2 separate regions of the Ovis aries genome follow, and region 2 is linked to region 1. The links are chromatin contacts, called in public Hi-C maps. All regions are on one chromosome and are shown on one strand. The core of a region is the stretch at or near the end of the contact, and the rest is flanking DNA. Distances in the headings are between cores, read along the strand shown. Region 1 overlaps SNX10 (sorting nexin 10). Region 2 has its middle 51 kb from the start of MIR148A.

Region 1 (5,134 bases), core at 1,126-3,625:
TTTTCTGTTCTACATATAAAACACTGCACATCTCTTTTCCAGAGAACTCAACATCCTCCCAGAACTTAAGATTTATCAGGTAATATAGTCTGCAGAAATATGCCATAACAGATCATAAAGAAATACCATTAATGAGCTATAAAAACTCTGTGAATTTTAGATGTTTCACATCTTCAACATGAAGGCAATAAACATTAAAATATTAATATTAACAAAGGTACAACGAGGAATTCAAATAAGTCCATTTTTCAACTTTAGGAACCATCATATTACTTCATTTAAGAGACAAGCATTAGTTGCAATCATTCAAATTCAGTTCTTTGAATTAGAAACATTTTTATAAATTTCACTTATATCGTAGTACCCATCAAATGAATGCTACCTAAAAATTACTATGATTTCTATGTACTATTGATGGCATACTTACATGAATACATATCTCATAGTCGATATAAGAGTGCCAGAAGTCCTCCTTCTGAATCCTAGGATCTCGAACCCAGACACTTACAAATTCCTGTAAGGGCATCACAAAGAAATATGTTTCCAAACTGCAAGTAGGGCTCCGAAGGGCTGAGAGAAATGACTGTACTAGAACAAAACTGAAAGGCGCTTTAACTTATGTGGTTGTAATCCTTTAAAAAAACAAGAAGTTAATGAATCAAGCACCACAGGAAGTCCAAAAAACACTATTGCCACAAATGGAATTTTTACAATAATGCAAAACTGAGCTGGGCTCGATTTGGTTTTACAGGTTATATGAAGACAATAAGAACAGAGTATTCTGAAACTGATTTTCAATTTTTAATCATGAAAAATAGGTTCACATTTTTATCAAGTTTTAAAAAAGGTCATTTCATTTCTCTGCATTAAAACTACAGGCCCTGCCTGATAAGTTACTTGCTGCTGCTACTGCTAAGTCGCTTCAGTCGTGTCCGACTCTGTGTAACCCCAGAGACGGCAGCCCACCAGGCTCCCCCGTCCCTGGGATTCTCCAGGCAAGAACACTGGAGCGGGTTGCCATGTCCTTCTCCAGATAAGTTACTTGCTAGAACACTAACAAGAAAGAGTGACAAAGGTCGTGTGAAAAGCAAGCAAGGAGGGCTGAAAATCACTTTTGCGCACCCCATGCCTGAGAATAAGCAATACTAACTTAGTAATATGAACAGAAAGATGGGTACTTTTAACATATGTTTCTATTCTTAAAATACACTTTCCCATGTGGTAAACTACTTCTTCATAACAACCTCATGTTATAGGTAAAAGTTAGAGAAGTTAAAAAAATACAGAGTAGATCATTTTATTCCTTTTTAAAGATAATAAGAACAGGAAACACGGGGTAAATTTTAAAATACTTTTTGAAAAAGTGCTCTTCACTACATCAGCTTAATTTTAAAATATGAAAACATGTACAACAAAAAATTGTTATGTTTGGCATGATAATCTTTGAAAGTATCATTAATTCATTTGGTGATTATAAATTTGCTAACTGAATTTCATTTTACATATTTTTAACCTTTTGTTTTGAAGAAGAAAAAAGACTTCAGGACTGAAATTGTAGGCATTTCTACTGCTTTGCTTTAGCACATCTGAGAAGCAGGCTGTCAATCCTCCAGAGCAGCAGCAGAAGAAATATTATGGAGTTTTCTGGACAAAGAACCTCCATTCTGTTATGCAGATAATAAAATGAGAGTGTGCAAGACAGAAAATTAACAGAAAGGGAGAAAGACAGTCCACATTCCCTTAAACAGCTTTTGCTACCTGTAAGTCTCACCTTCTAAAGTAATACTTTGTTCTTGCATTGGAGATTTCTACCCAACTGCTTGTTCTCAATACGCATACAGAGGTGACGACTTAATGCTCCAAAAAGACTTATTTTGAAATCTTTTCATTATGTATTTTTAAAGTCATTTAGAAGACAGACAATAAAAACAAGGCAACAATACAGCAATGTTCTAAACATTTTGGCCATTATTTCTTAAACACACATTCTTAATTATAAGAAGGATTATAAAAACAATTGTTGATAAGAGCCCCTCTTACATAAAGTGTAGCTGGTTCAGTGTAAAGCAGATTCCGCCCAGGGGCAGAAATGAAACAGAACCCAGGCACCCTGCCCTCAGGACACATTTCACCGCCATCTGCTACCAGAGTGTGTACGTAACTCATTTTCCCGCAGTGCTTTTCACACACCCATAGTTCTTAGAAGGAATGAATCAATCATCAGTGAATCAATAAACAGAGGGACAAATAGGTTAAGGATAGGAGAGAAGATCAGAGTCCAGGGTAGACCACATCTAACCCTCTAAAGTGTCCCCATACACTCAGGGCAAGACAGAATGTTGACAAGGGCTACCAAGGTTATCCTGCCCCCATTCAGCCGGACTAAGGGAGAAGTCTCCTAGTCAACCAGTCACATGTAGGCCACACTCCCTCACAGGGTGCTGGCAGCTCCACTTTTCCACTGGAGAAGCAGAAGTTCTTGAAAATCCCACAGGGAAAATTAAATATTTCCAACAGTTCAGTGTTCCACATTAACAGCAGAAGACACACACCCGTTACTGAAATAGTGAGCCTTTCCCCAGGTTAAACAAAAACGAAAAGACAAACAAATGCATTTGCCAATTTTATACAAACCTGTCATTTAAAAAAGGGTTTCTGAACTAAAATTATAGAATCCACAGTTACTACAGCATCACAGACTCCTTGACCACTCAACATATTATTAATTGAAGATGGTAGTAATGACAAATATTTCTCAAAAAAATCAGAACTTTTCCCCCCTGTTTGTCTGCTATTGCCCAACTACTAACATCTAAACTTTGAGTAATATGTCCCTTTTCATGGAAAGAACACTGAAATTATGGTCACAAGACCAGGGGTGAATTCTTGTTCACTTACTTCCTAAATTATGTGCTTATTCACTGAGCCTCTGTTTCTACATCAGGAAAATAGGAATGATGGCTATCCAACCTATCTCAGCTGTTCATTAAGAGGATCAAATTATAAAATACCTGTGAAAGCAGCAGGAAAATTTTATTGTGCTACATGAAGTCAAATATTATATAGACAGGAAAGTGCTTATAAACCCAAAGCATGAAGGTCTTCCCATAGACCTTGGTAATAAGCAATTCAGAAACGCTAACACAATTATCTTTTTCAAGTACAAATTTATTAATTTAAGAACCTAGTAGCAAATACTTTAATACTGTAATTTTTCAGTAAAAGGCAGAGACCTGAAGATTTCACAGGACTTGCTCGGAGCAGGCCCCTCATAATATTTGTAGAAGGAATGAATATCATAATGACAAATTACAGTAAGGAACCTAGTTCCCTCATCTTAATGGGTTAGAATTCTCAGATTCTACCTTTATTAATACTCATTACATCTAATCTTTCTGTAGGGAAGGATATGTTGAAAACAGATTCTAAAACTAAGCTGGGAAAAAAAAAAAATCTCCTAAGAACACAGCAATGCAGGCTCCGATGAGAGCGTATTTTGAGTTGGAGGCACACTCAAAATGCACACTCAAAATTAACTATGGTGCTAAGTCTCCAAATACTTTCTCAGTCCTGAAAATCTTTAACTTGGTTGAAGTGCTAAATGGTAAGCTTCCTTCCTTCTCATTCCCTTCCACATCTCTGTGGCCCTGAGAGCCATCCCAAGCTGCTGTTCTTCACATCCTGTTACCATTCCAGGGTGACCTCATCCAAACATATGGTTTCAAGCACACAGCACGAACTGATGATTCTCTCTCCATCTCGGTCCAGGCATCTCCCCACATATCCAGCCTCCTGCCCAGAAGGTTCACTTGAAAATCCCATTAGTGCACAGAGTCCACACCCTTCCCACATCCTCCTCCTCATCTCATCCCCAGCAACCCAAGCCAAAAATCCAGAGTCCCCAGACTTCTGTCTTTGACTCGCTGACCAAGTCCTGCAGTTTCACACTCCTCTGATACACACACCACTCTATTCCCTCTGTGAGTGCTCTGACCCAAGGACGGATAGCATGCCCAATGTTAATGCAAGTGCTACTAATTGATCTCTGGGCCTGTATCCAATTCATCCCCCATACTAAAACAAGAACAGTTCCAAAGCACACATCTGATGATGTCATTTTCCTGCTGAAAATCCTACAAACCTGTCCCATGACCTTCAAGATCAAGTTCAAACTCTGTAGCTAGCACAATACAGCCTTTCATGATTTTCACGCTACTTATCTCCAAAGACGAAGCTTGGGTCACCATACATGATAGGTCATTTCACCCCTGCACGCCTCTGAACACGCTGTTCTCTCTGCCTGCACTGCAGTCCTCATCTCGCTTTCTGCTTTTTCCTTTATTGTCATCATCTGGTTCTTTCATTTTTTGCTAACTCAAATCCGTTTTCAAAATGTAACTCAGTCTCTGGAAATCCTTCTGAAATTCCTCTGGAAATCCTCAGATTCCTCCAGTCTGATTAATTTGACTCTTCTCCAAGCCCCTGCCGCCTCCAGGCAGACCTTGGGCATCCTCTCTTTTCACCGTGCCTTGTTGCACTGTACTTACCTGCAGGCCCCCTTCACTAGATGCTAAGCTCCTTTAGGGTAGCTTAGGCTTTGCAGTATAACTTAAGTGCCTGGCACATCCAAAGCAGTCCATTAATACCACTTAATGAATAAATGAATGCCTGTAGGAATAAATGAATTGTCTTCAAGGGGAAAAATAAAGATGAGATCAAACTTCAACTGAAATAAAAACCTCATCCACTTGGGCTCTTGGACTCCATGAATTAATGATAAGTTATTTAGCAGCTGGTCTAAAGTTTATCTTAATTTAACAAACTCCTTCCTCTAAGGGCGTGCCAATTAACAGCACATGGCTACAAGAGCAATGTTTAAGATCTATGAGAATCAACTGTTTTTCGAGCACCCTAAAGAACTCCAGAAGCACCTATTTACATAGAAATAATTGAAAATCATCCTGAGAGCTCCAATAACCGGAGTCCCCTAAGACTTCTACCAGATGACAATTTGTTTGCCTAGTTGGAGTTAAAATGTGTACTTGAAAGTAATAAAAGTACATTTATTTTAAAATATTCCATAATTCAGATGGGCCTCCCCTCCCCCACACCACAATTAGTAGGAATTAGTGAA
Region 2 (5,134 bases), core at 1,831-4,330, 440 kb after region 1:
TTAGAAGAAAACAGTAATGTTTAATCAGAAAAGAGATATATATTTAGAAGGAGTGTGGGGTCGGGGTGACTCTGGAAGAGTCCAGTGAGGAAAAAAATGAAGAAAGAGCAAAATTGTCTACATAGCCTTTGCTGCTGGGCTTTGAGCTATTCTCATCCTGTCAGCACAATTAATGAAGGAAAAATAGTCCCCAGAAGAAATGTGGCTGGAGGCACTGACCTGCCCTCCATTCCCCTCATGCCAAGAGGGAAAAAGTCTACAGAAAGTTTCCCCAGTTGAGTTACTGGGGAAGAGACTCCTTGGCCCTGGGTAAAACCTCCTTTCTTTATCAACCTCAGGGACAAGTAAATTCAGGGCTGAGAATATATACAGAGCTGCCAGTGCAGAGGAAGAATCTCTTTTCTCAAATAGTTTCCGGCATATCTGGGGAGGAAATATTTACACCCTAGAAATGATGAATGGACCTCACAAAGCAGGGGGTATCCCAGAGCTGGCTTTTGGGGTTTGCAGGTAAGAATAAGGGTAAGGTAAGGGTAAGCTTTCCCTCTGGGGCACCTGGGAAAGCCTTCAGGAGAAAGGTGATCCTGGGTAAACCTAAAAGGAAATACAGCTACAGCTGGATGGGGAGATGGAAAGAATATAGATGAAGGGTTGTGTGTTGGATTAATGGAAACAGCCTGATCAGAGGGAAGGCTTTCAACTGGGTTGCTGCAGTTAACACTGAAAAATTTCTTGAGTTTCTGCCACTTCCCTCTAAATGCCAATTACACCTGAATCCACTTTCCATAAAAGTGTTGACTGTTGGTTTAGTCTGCATAATCCAAGTCAGTCTTCAACTTTATTTCATGCATTTTACAGTAGGCTCATCTGAGATTTCAGACATCTCATAATTTTTGTGTGTATATGTGACTTCAGAAAGAGATGTGAGAAATTATGCTAACAAGAAAGTCATCTCTTATTTTCTTAAATGTCTTTTTAAAAAAAATATTGTTTTGATGCGGACCATTTTTAAAGTCTTTGTGGAATTTGTTACAGTATTGCTTCTGTTTCATGTTTCCATTTTTAGGCTGCCAGGCATGTGGCAGACCAGGGATCAGACCAGCACCCTCTACACTGGAAGGAGAGTCTTTACCACTGGACTCCTAAGGAGTTCCCACCTTCTCTTATTTTGAAAAAGGAAAACTTAAATCAATATTTCGTCTTTTGTTCATAATGTACATACTCAAATCCTAATTTTTCTTAGGTACTAGTAGCAATGGGTAGGGCTTTTCTGGTGGTTTAGGTGGTAAACAGTATGCCTACAATGCAGGATACCAGGGTTTGATCCCTGGGTTGGGAAGACCCCCTAGGAGAAGGAAATGACAGCCCACTCCAGTATTCTTGCCTGAAGAATCCCATGGACAGAGGAGCCTCGCGGGCTACAGTCCATGGAGTTGAAAAGAGCTGGACATGACTAAGCGACTTTCGCTCACTCACTCGGCAATGGGTAAGCACCTGGCAGTAATAGGAAAACCTTGTGTCTGAGCATGCTAAGTTGCTTCAGTCGTGTCTGACTCTGAGTGACCGTATGGACTTAACCTGCCAGGCTTCTCTGTCCATGGGATTCTTCAGGCAAGAATATGGAGTGGGTTGCCATTTCCTCCTTTAGAAGGTCTTCCTAACCCAGGGATTGAACCCTTGTTCTTTATGTCTCCTGCATTGGTGGGCAAGTTCTTTAGCGGCAAAGAGAAACCCTTACATTTTACATTTACAAAACATTTTCATATTTATTATCTCATGTGGGCAGTCATTACTGTTTCAATTTTTCATTCTTCCTGCTGAGGGTTTTCCACAGAGTTGCAGAGCTGACTAATGGAAGAGCCTACATTCAAGCCCAGGCCTCCTGATTCCCAGATTACAGCCCTGCCTATCCCTGGGCCACACCACCTGTTTCGACAGCAGAGGTATCTCTTGTATTGACCAGGGTAGGAAAACAGCAGTTTTCCACGTGGATGAAAACACAGCTAACTAGAGCATCTCAGTCACTGCTGGTGGAAGCATAAATGGACAAGCATTGGAAAAAAGAGTTTGGTGAAATGTATTAACACTGCTCCTCTACATGTTTACCCAGTAATTTTACTTCTAGGAATCTATCCTAAGGAATTAATACTAAGGATATGTGACTAAAGATTTACATAGGAATGTGTTTACTGGAATGTTACTTATAATATCCACCAATAGGAGGTTAGTTAAGAGTATTATGATACATTCCAATGATGAAATGTTAGCAAAGTCATTAAAAACCTCATTTTAAAGATTATTGGCAGTAAATAAACATTGAGAAGATATTCATAATATAAGATGTAATGAAAAAAGTCAGCATCAAGATAGTGCAGCTACCAGAGGAAAAAAAAAGAATTTATGGAAATGTTAACAATGCTTAACTGTGGGTAATGAAATTATAAATAATATTTTTAAATTTTTAGTCATTTCTCATGTTCCATATAGAGCATGTAGCAATTTTATAGTGAGGAAAAATTCTATTTAACTTTTTAAATATAGTAAAAACAGAGTAAACACTGACAACAAATAATGGTTAGTATTTAAAACCATCATTTTACCTATGCTAGTCTGTAAACTAGCTCATATAAAGAGAAAACCAAACAAATGGAGGACTAATTTGTTACGTTACCAAGGAGAAGATGATACAAGATTTATGATATAAGATTTGCAATAGAGTGTGTGGTAAATACTTAAAGCTAGAAAGTTTTGGCTCCAAACAATTGACTCTCTTGCATGAGCTGAGCCAGTTCCACTAAATGTGCAGGAGCTGGGCTCTAGGAAGCCTTGCTACGAGAACTTCTTGAAAGTTCCTCTACCGAGTAGTCACGTGGTTTCTGCCTTCACTGTCTTTGGCCCTGGCTTGTCCTGTGGGATCAGGAGAAGCAGACTCAGCCCTGAACAACATCCCCAGCAAGCAAAAGCCCAGAGATAATTTGGGACTTTCTAGAGGGAAGAAAGAGAAGTACAGACCCAGAGGGAAAGCAGCCGAAGGACTCGGGGTTAACATTCCACTCTGGGAGGAGACTTTAGTCCTTGGAGGGCTTCCAGTCTGAACTTGGAGAATTCATCAACAGGAAAACAAATAGCTGGCGTGCTCTGTATTTACTTTGCCTTTCTCAAGGTTGCAACATAAATTTCCCAACTTTGCTAGCTGTTAAGGCTGAGGAGACATTTTGTGAGTTCAGGGACTTTCTTCCAGCCTGTGTGACCCACGTGTGGAGCCCGGTTTGGGGACGATCTAGACCCCCTCAGGGTGCAGGGGAAGATGGTGTAGACACTGTTGGACTCTCGCAGCACACACAGTGTTGGGGGTGTCAAGGAGCTGGAGAGCTTGAACTCTTCAAATGAGAACTCCAGGTGGGCTGCTTGGGGAAAAAAATCCACTTATGCCACAGGAGTGAAAGCCCTGAGACTTTCTCACTGGGTGAATTTATGGCAGACCGGCCACGCAAACTACTCAGTGGTGTTTTAGTGGAGTGGTGTCTGAGGTGTGGTACAGCTGGATCAATTCCTGAAGCAGCCTTCTTCCACACCACAGGCATATTTGTGCTCTCACTCCCAGAATTTCCAATTAGCAGAGCAGCTGATGTTGAAAACCACCACATATAATCCAGAAAAAAACTGTCAACGTAACATTATAAAAATTGAATATGTGTCAGAAGTGGATTTAGATTCTTTAGGTTAATATTATTTTTGCTATTAGGTAATGAAGTGACATTAATTTACTTGTGCTATGTGATTAGGTTAATTTACTCCAGAATAATCTTGCATTTTAAAAATTAAAAATGGTGGCTCTATCTTCTCATTATCAATCAAAGCAGCAGTAGCTCTATAGAAAGCTTCACCATTTTGAACTCAGTTGTGCGCTTATACGCAGTCAGATGAGCAGTAAAAATGACAAATGACTGCACTTGGATAGATCTTCATGTTTAAGTACCTACAAATAACTGTCCATTTATGAACAGTTAAACTTAATCAATTATTTTTCCTATAGGCAAGATAACCTCTTTCATAAGTAAAAATCTACTATTTACTAGAAATAATATCAGAGCAGCTTAAATCTTAAGTATAATAATGCCGCAGTGTGTGAAAACCAAAATAGGCTCGCACACAACACAAGAAAGCTGAAGAGTGCATCCTTTTTTTGACCTTCGAAAATATAAGTGCTCTCTCCATGGCTCTATAAATTGTTTAAATCCTTTAATGATTCAAACGTGCTGATAATGTTCCTGCACTCGCTGGAACTGTGGTGCTGTTAATATTTTGAAAATTACTTTAATTAACCTTATTTCATCTTGTAGTAGTTATAGAACACGTTTATATATTTTAAGTATGCATTAATTTGTTTCATCATTAACCTTGGATTTTACCCTTGGTAATTATGGTAATTCATAATTTGGGTTGCATCAGGTGCTAATGCATTAGAACAATACATATTATGGGTCCTGTCAATAGCTTGAATGGTCAGGATTCTTTCGTTTACAGCCTGGAAGAGTGGAAGCAGGGACAGGGGTCATGGTTCAGCAGATAATCCCAGGGATGGATTTATATGGCCAGTGATTTTGGCGGAGAAGGAGGGATTCTGAATGGCCAAGTCTGGGACAGACATCCCCCTGCTGTCCACGCCACCTCCTCCTGAGATCAGTGAAAGTGTAATAGACCAAGGGAAAGGAGGAAAATCAGGGGCCCGCCCCCAAACAGTGTTCATCATAATAGTTCATCAGATTTAGGTTAAAATGTAATGGTGTACTATTAAGTGACACTATTAAGGGACACTATTAATGGTGTCCCTGCTCAGCTGACAGGTTTCCCTCCTCTGTTCCTGTCTTTTCTGACACATCCAGAAATCTAGTACCACCGGCATAGGAGTCCTGGATTTTTATATCTGCCCCCTAATTTGTCACAACTTTCAAAAACCCAGGTTTCATCCCTCACCGGTTCTTTTAGATATCCCAGCAGTATCCGATTCAAAACACCCTGCTGTGGGCCCCGTGGGCACCATGAGCCACAGGGACGACAGGCTCCCTGCCCCCAGGTGCAGAGCTCAGGAAGCAGGTAGGCAGCAGCAGGAGCGATTTGCAGTGTTCACATC

Evidence for each region. A called contact is a pair of places that touch in the nucleus more often than the background predicts.
Region 2: a Hi-C map of liver shows a contact between it and region 1, with 10 times the contacts expected there. The contact joins two enhancer-like sites. A contact is called at or near these places in 14 of 16 Hi-C or Micro-C datasets (blood, hypothalamus, liver and 7 more).

Annotation. Positions count from the first base shown.
Region 1 is chr4:71,181,991-71,187,124 of ARS-UI_Ramb_v3.0, forward strand. It overlaps SNX10 (sorting nexin 10), which reads right to left. Exons shown (of 6, transcript XM_060415039.1): 2 at 428-514. Among named protein-coding and RNA genes, the nearest start is that of SNX10, 50 kb to the right of the region's middle. Within about 2 kb of position 2,376, at least 7 of the 54 cell types and tissues checked have an H3K27ac peak or open chromatin away from gene starts, as enhancers often do. A contact at or near this core is called in liver and tail adipose tissue, where this site is marked.
Region 2 is chr4:71,616,476-71,621,609 of ARS-UI_Ramb_v3.0, forward strand. No RefSeq gene overlaps it. Among named protein-coding and RNA genes, the nearest start is that of MIR148A, 51 kb to the left of the region's middle. Within about 2 kb of position 3,081, at least 8 of the 54 cell types and tissues checked have an H3K27ac peak or open chromatin away from gene starts, as enhancers often do. A contact at or near this core is called in liver and tail adipose tissue, where this site is marked.